Linked DNA regions of Anser cygnoides: region 1 is linked to region 2. The links are chromatin contacts, called in public Hi-C maps. All regions are on one chromosome and are shown on one strand. The core of a region is the stretch at or near the end of the contact, and the rest is flanking DNA. Distances in the headings are between cores, read along the strand shown.

Region 1 (2,943 bases), core at 17-2,516, 260 kb after region 2:
TCTGCCCTGTCAGATTTGGAAGGGGCACCTCTGAAATTCTTGATGAGGTGTAATCTAAAATGTAGCAGAACAAAGAAACACCACAGAGTTAACAGTAATTTAAATAGGTAAAATCATTAGGTAAAATAATTAACTGAACTTACAGGGACAGGATCACACAAAGACGGGTTTAGTTAGCTCAAAAGATGTAGTAACACTCATGAAACACCTTGCTTAATGCTTGCTTTGCAGTAAACTAGATGAAAATTACTATATGATTAGAAAGTATCATGACAAATTAAGTGTAGTTATATCTCTTTACTGTGTAAAAGCTCTGTCTTGTGTTAGAAGATACCCAAAGGACAAGACCGTCAAGACCAATGACAACCTTTCAGAAGATTAAAAGCCATAGCAGCATTAATAATAGATGTCAAAAGATTAATTATACTCAAAATCATTTCAAGGAATAGATCCTTAACATTTGTAACAGTTCATCATCATCTCAAAGCGAAACTCAAAATACTCTCTTAGATCTCAATATACTATACATGTTTTGTGATACAACTTGGAAATGAGACGTGAAAGGAACAGCGAGTGTTTATTAAGGGCAATGATTGATAGCATTAAGTGGATTTGAATAGCCAGAGATAACACATCATACCTAGGCACGATTAAAACCAGGTAGAACTTAATGGGTATCATGTTAAGGGCTATCACTCAAATTCCTTAGCATACTTAATGGACCGTCTCCCGGGCTGGTGAAGTAGAAGGAGCTTCGCCAGCATTTCACCCCACGGCAGGACCGCACGGAGCAGCGCCTCGGGGCAGGAGGGACGAGGGCACGGATGGGGACACGTACCTGGCAGGATGAGGATGTCCACGAGGGGCTTGCAGTGATAGAGGCCTGTCGCCATGACGCAGTCTGCCCACAGCCCCTTGGACCCCAGCTCGTCCATTTTCCTGCAGGTGGTAATGGTGTAGCCGCATGTCACCACCCAGTCGTTGGTGGCGGTCGCCACCACCACCCCGATCCACCCTATGAAACTGCAGACAAATCCAGCCAGGTGCAGGCAGGTGGCCACCATGTCGACGACGCCCTGGTCTCACGAGCTGGACCCGAGAGCAGAGGCAAAGCTTTGGCAGAGCCGGCTGCGGAGCTCTGCGGGGCAGGGCAGGATGCGTGCTGCTGGGACCTGCCGCCAGCTGGGAGCGGGAGGGACTGGACTTTGGTGGGAAGAGGTCCCCCAGCACACACATCTGCCTCTGCCCAGCTCCCTCCCTGGGAGGGGTCAGAGCTGCCTCCAGCCCCACGGCGCATGGGAGGAGCGAGGGGGGAGCCCCAACTTCTGCCAGCTCATCGCAGGGAGCTGGAGGAGGAGGAGGAGGATGCGGACAGGGGATGCAGAATCGCCTCCGACGGTGCTCAGGCGACAAAACAGGCGACTTTCTTCACGTGCAAGCAGCCTGGCTGCTGAAAATTCAGGCTCGAGATAAAAACCGAAGCAGTGCTTTTGAGCTGAAGACAAACGATCACACTTCTGTCTCTTCACGGAAAAATAAGGCAAGGAACGTGGTGGACAGAGCTACCCGAGAGATGGAACTGATCGTCTCCCCAAAGCCACCAGCGCTCCTGCAGTAAATGCACATAATCGGTCCTGTTTCTTTTCTGATCTTTTCAGTAACTGCAAAACATAAAAGACCCATCTCTGCGTTCTCTCGTGCCTGAGGTTTCAGAAGTCTTAATTAACACTCTCAGAGTCTTAAGTTTGCTTTCGGCAGCACCTTATTTCCATTTTTAAATGCTAACGTTTAGAATAAGTGGCTTTTTACTCAGACTCATTATGGGTGTAACTTTCAGCCTATTTCATGGAACAAAGAACAGCCCGTTTCCAAATGTCAAAAGGAAAAGTTCACAGGCAATTCTGTACCTGCAGAAACAGGCAGTCATGCTCTTTTCCCGTTTTTACTCGTATTTTTGCAAACACATTTATGATACTGGACGCCAACACATCCCTAATGAAATTTCATCAGTGTGCGTCCACCACAGCTTCTGATTTTGCAGAGGGCTTGGGTTTACACGGAAAAAAAACGTGCCTGGGGAGACCACTAGCGGAGTGCCTCCAGCACTGCATCGGGCAGGGGAAAAATCATGAAAAATACAGAACGGTGACTTTGATTCATTCCCGTGGCTGTTAATGAAACAGAAATATTGGAAGCCACACTCCAAGATTAGTAAGTCGTGAATTAAATATATCCTGCTCTTCATCCAACAGTATTTTTCCTGTTCTTTAGCAAACAAAATAAAAACCACGAACAAAACCATGCAGAGCCTTATTTTTCACATTCCTGAGCGTCACAACTCAGGGACACAAGGCCACAGCTTTTGTTTTATCACAGCCCCATCTGAACACTGCAGTTACTGCCTAAACAGTCCTACAGGGCTGAAAATCACCTCTGAAGAGGAGCTTTTATAATAAACACAAATTTAATGGTTGCTTTTGCATTATATCATTGCCTACGCTCCTCGTCATTTCATCTTCTATGCCTGGTTAACCGTATTTTTGTGAAGCCACGCTGCCTGCTGTCTTGCCGTTGACTTCCTTGATGCTCACTGCTGTTATTTATGTCCGAGTGCCATCTCCACATTGTCTAGGGGTTGGTTCTAGGTGGATTTAATCTTTCCCTCAAAATACATTTGCTCGTTTGTTATTCAGGAGATAAACGTCATCTCTCGAGTGAAACTAGTATTGTTCCACTTCTTGGAAGGCACGATTGTGTTCAGCAGATCACAGCATAATCTCCTGATTTGAAACCACATAATCCCGTGGGTTTTACAAAACCTGGGAACTCCTTAGAGTCACTGTAGGGCAGAGCTTCCATCAGCAGTAAATAAAAATATTTTTCAGCACATAAAGTATAATTACCATTTCTGATTTTAAATGGTTATACATCACAGCATTTTGT
Region 2 (3,162 bases), core at 308-2,807:
GTCTTACGTTATTGTTACAGAAGGGTTCTCTGCGTTTTTGCCATCTTGACAGACAGAGGATAGATTGTAATTAAATCACAGCTTAGCTTGGGGCTCCACGTGCATGCACAGGATCAGGCCAATCTGTCTATTTGCAGGTCTGGAGGATATATTATTTTTTTTAAATCCTTATGTGTTTCACAAATTATACCTTGCGTTCATGGATGGGAAGCACATTAGAGAAAGCCAGCGTCCTCCCTCATCCTGTTCTTTGCATTTCTCTTCAGGAGAACAATGAAGGCAGTAGGAAGTCCCACACTGCTTTGTTACGAGTTCCCAAGCAGTTTTGCTTTCAGCTTCACAACTAGGAGCAAAGCATTGCAACATCCAGGTCTGACAGACACAGACAGCATCTGGTTCAAAAAAAAAACAAACAGCACCACCAAAGATTCACGGGGGTGCTCAGAGACAATGCGACAGCCCTCTGTTTTTTAAATGTGCGTTTATTTTATTCAGTTTACCATTTTGGTCAAATCTGGCTTTTTAAACGCGAGGACTAATGGCGGTGTGTGAAATTGGGGGGGTCACGAGTTATGGACTGGAAAAAGGGGCTGAAGCCAGGCATGCTGCTGGTGCTGCGCAGCCCTGCGCACGTCCGCTACCCACTGCTTCTCCACCAAAACCACCCCGTCCCGCCGAGGCCTCGCAGCCCTGAGAGCTGAAACGCTTCTGGGCTGCTCCCAGCCCGTATCAGCCGTGCCACCATCAGCACTAATGAAGATAACGAGACGTCGATGCAGCTCCTGCACCGCCAGCGGCAGGGCAGCAGCCTCGGCCCCTTTTTGTCCCTCTGTCCCTCGCAGCCCGTGGAGCAGAGCTGGTTGCAGGATGATTTATTGTTATTTTTTAATTCACAGAGCGCATCCCCAACCCAAAAGCGTAAGAAAACCCCGTCCGCCTGCCAGTTGACTCATGTGTAGGGTTTCCGCTTCCCAGATCTGCATATTGTAAGATCCTGACACAAGCCTGTGAGAGTTGATGTTGTAAGTACAGCTTCCATACGGTTTGCTCAAAGGCAACAGATTTTTTATACGTATATATTTATATATGGCACCTGGTTTGGCAGAAACCACATCCGAAAAAGGGAAGCAAGTAAAACAGAGGAAGCCGGCTACCTAGCCGCTGCTGCATGTGGAGGGGTTTTGGCCCCTTCCGAAGGCGGTACAGACGCGGTACCGGTGCTGAGCCAGGGGCTGACAGGTCTGCCGCTGCTCCGTGCCCCCCAGAGGCGTCCGTGGGGCCGTGACACGACCCCGCATCTCCCGTGGGGCCGCGACACGACGTGCCCAGGAGCCGCGCCGTGAGGCGCCCTCACAGGACCCCCCCCTCCCAAAACCTTCCCGGCGGACCGGCCGCCCCCCGTCTCCCCCCCCAGCCCCGCTCCCGGCTCCCGCTGCCCACCCAGCCCCCTCAGCCCCACACGCGGGGCCGGGGCTCGCCCGCCCCCTGCCCGCCCCCGGCCGCCGCCGCCGCCTCGCCGTGCCTGAGGGGCGGCTCCGGCGGCGCGCTGGGCCGGGAGGCGGCCATGCCGTGCGCCGCCGCCGCCGGAGCCGGAGCCGCAACCGGAGCCGGAGCCGCCGCCATCCCGGCGCAGCCCGCGGCGAGCCCTGCCCGCAGCCGCCGCCGCCGCCCCTAAGGCGAGGGGCGAGAGGGGCGAGGGGCGGCTTCTCCCTCGCCGGCGCCCCGCATGAGGGGAGGCGTTAAATAGCGCCAGCGCCGCGGCGGCCGCCACTGCCAGCTCGGGGGCGGCGGGGCCGCCTCGCCGGCGGCGGCGGCGGCGGCGGCAGCAGCGGAGGCAGCGGCGGAGGAAACATGGCGAGCGACTCGCCGGCACGGAGCCTGGACGAGATCGACCTCTCGGCGCTGCGGGTGAGGCGCGGGGCGAGTGTGAGTGTGAGTGAGTGTGTGAGTGAGTGTGTGTGTGAGTGTGAGTGAGAGACCCCGACACAGGCTGGGGGGCCGTGGGGCTGCGGGGGTGTCGGGCTGTGTGTGTGTGTGTGAGTGTGCACACGTGTGTGCGAGTGTGTGCGAGTGTGTGCGAGTGTGTGCGAGTGTGTGCGAGTGTGTACCGCCCTGCCCGCACATGGCTGGGTGTGCGTGTGCCCCTGCCTGCGCATAAACGTGCATGCGTGTGCCCCTGCACCTATATAAATGCACATGCATATACCCCTGCGTATGTATATGTGCCTGCGTACACCCTACACGTATGGAAATATGCATGCATAAAGCCCTGTATGTATATGTGTGTGCATCCATGTATCCCTGCACGTATAGAAATGTGCATGCTTATACCCCTGCCCATATATAAATGTGTGCATACACACAGGCACGTACATAAACGTGTGTGCAAATGCCCCTGCACGTATAGAAATGTGTGCGTACGCACCCACACGTACATAACTGTGTGTGCACGTCCCCTGCATGCATATAAATGTGTGTGCATGTCCCCTGCATGTATATAACTGTGTGTGCATATCCCCCGCCCGTACCTAAACGTGTGTGCCTGTCCCCCTGCCCGCACATAAATGCGTGTGCATATCTCCTGCACATACATAATGTGTGCGTATGCCCCTGCACGTACATAATACATATATAAGCGTGCACATGCAGACGGGTATGTATATATGTGTGTGCCTGCGTGTGCGTGCATCCGAACACACATGTAGGGCTGGATGTGTGTACGCAAGCGTGTGTACGCGTACCCACGGCTGCATGGCTGCGCGTACACCCGGGGTGTGTGTGCGGTGCCCCCAGCGCCGCCCGTCCCCCCCGGCTGGGTGGCAACGGGGACCACGGGCAGGTGGGGTGCTGCGGGGCGCTATGGGGGCGCGGGGCTGCTTGGGGTGGGGGCACCGCAGTGCTCCGGGCAGCCCGGACCCCCCCCAGTGCCCCCCTTCCCCGCCGGCGGGGCTGGGCAGCACGGCGTCTCGCCGCGCTCGATTAATAAATCATGTCGCACGCGTGCACGCGCGGACACACGGGCGCAGACGGAGCCGGGTGCCCGCGGGATGCGGGAGCGCGGATGCTCGGGGCTGCTCCCCACGCCCTGCTTTTCCCCGTCATCCACCCGCCGGGCCCCGCCGCCCTGCCTCCTCCCCGGCCCCCCTCGGAGATAACGCGCTC

The links. Hi-C and Micro-C count contacts between places; a contact is called where the count stands out from the background.
Region 1: a contact with region 2 is called in a Hi-C map of liver, with 3 times the contacts expected there. The contact joins the promoter of CLDN11 here to the promoter of TNIK in region 2. A contact is called at or near these places in 3 of 7 Hi-C or Micro-C datasets (granulosa cells and liver).

What each region holds. Positions count from the first base shown.
Region 1 is chr9:22,111,248-22,114,190 of Taihu_goose_T2T_genome, forward strand. It overlaps CLDN11 (claudin 11), which reads right to left and starts at 1,267. Exons shown (of 3, transcript XM_013174715.3): 1 at 839-1,267. The coding sequence starts at 1,064.
Region 2 is chr9:21,849,755-21,852,916 of Taihu_goose_T2T_genome, forward strand. TNIK (TRAF2 and NCK interacting kinase) reads left to right here and starts at 1,558. Exons shown (of 31, transcript XM_067001986.1): 1 at 1,558-1,908. The coding sequence starts at 1,852.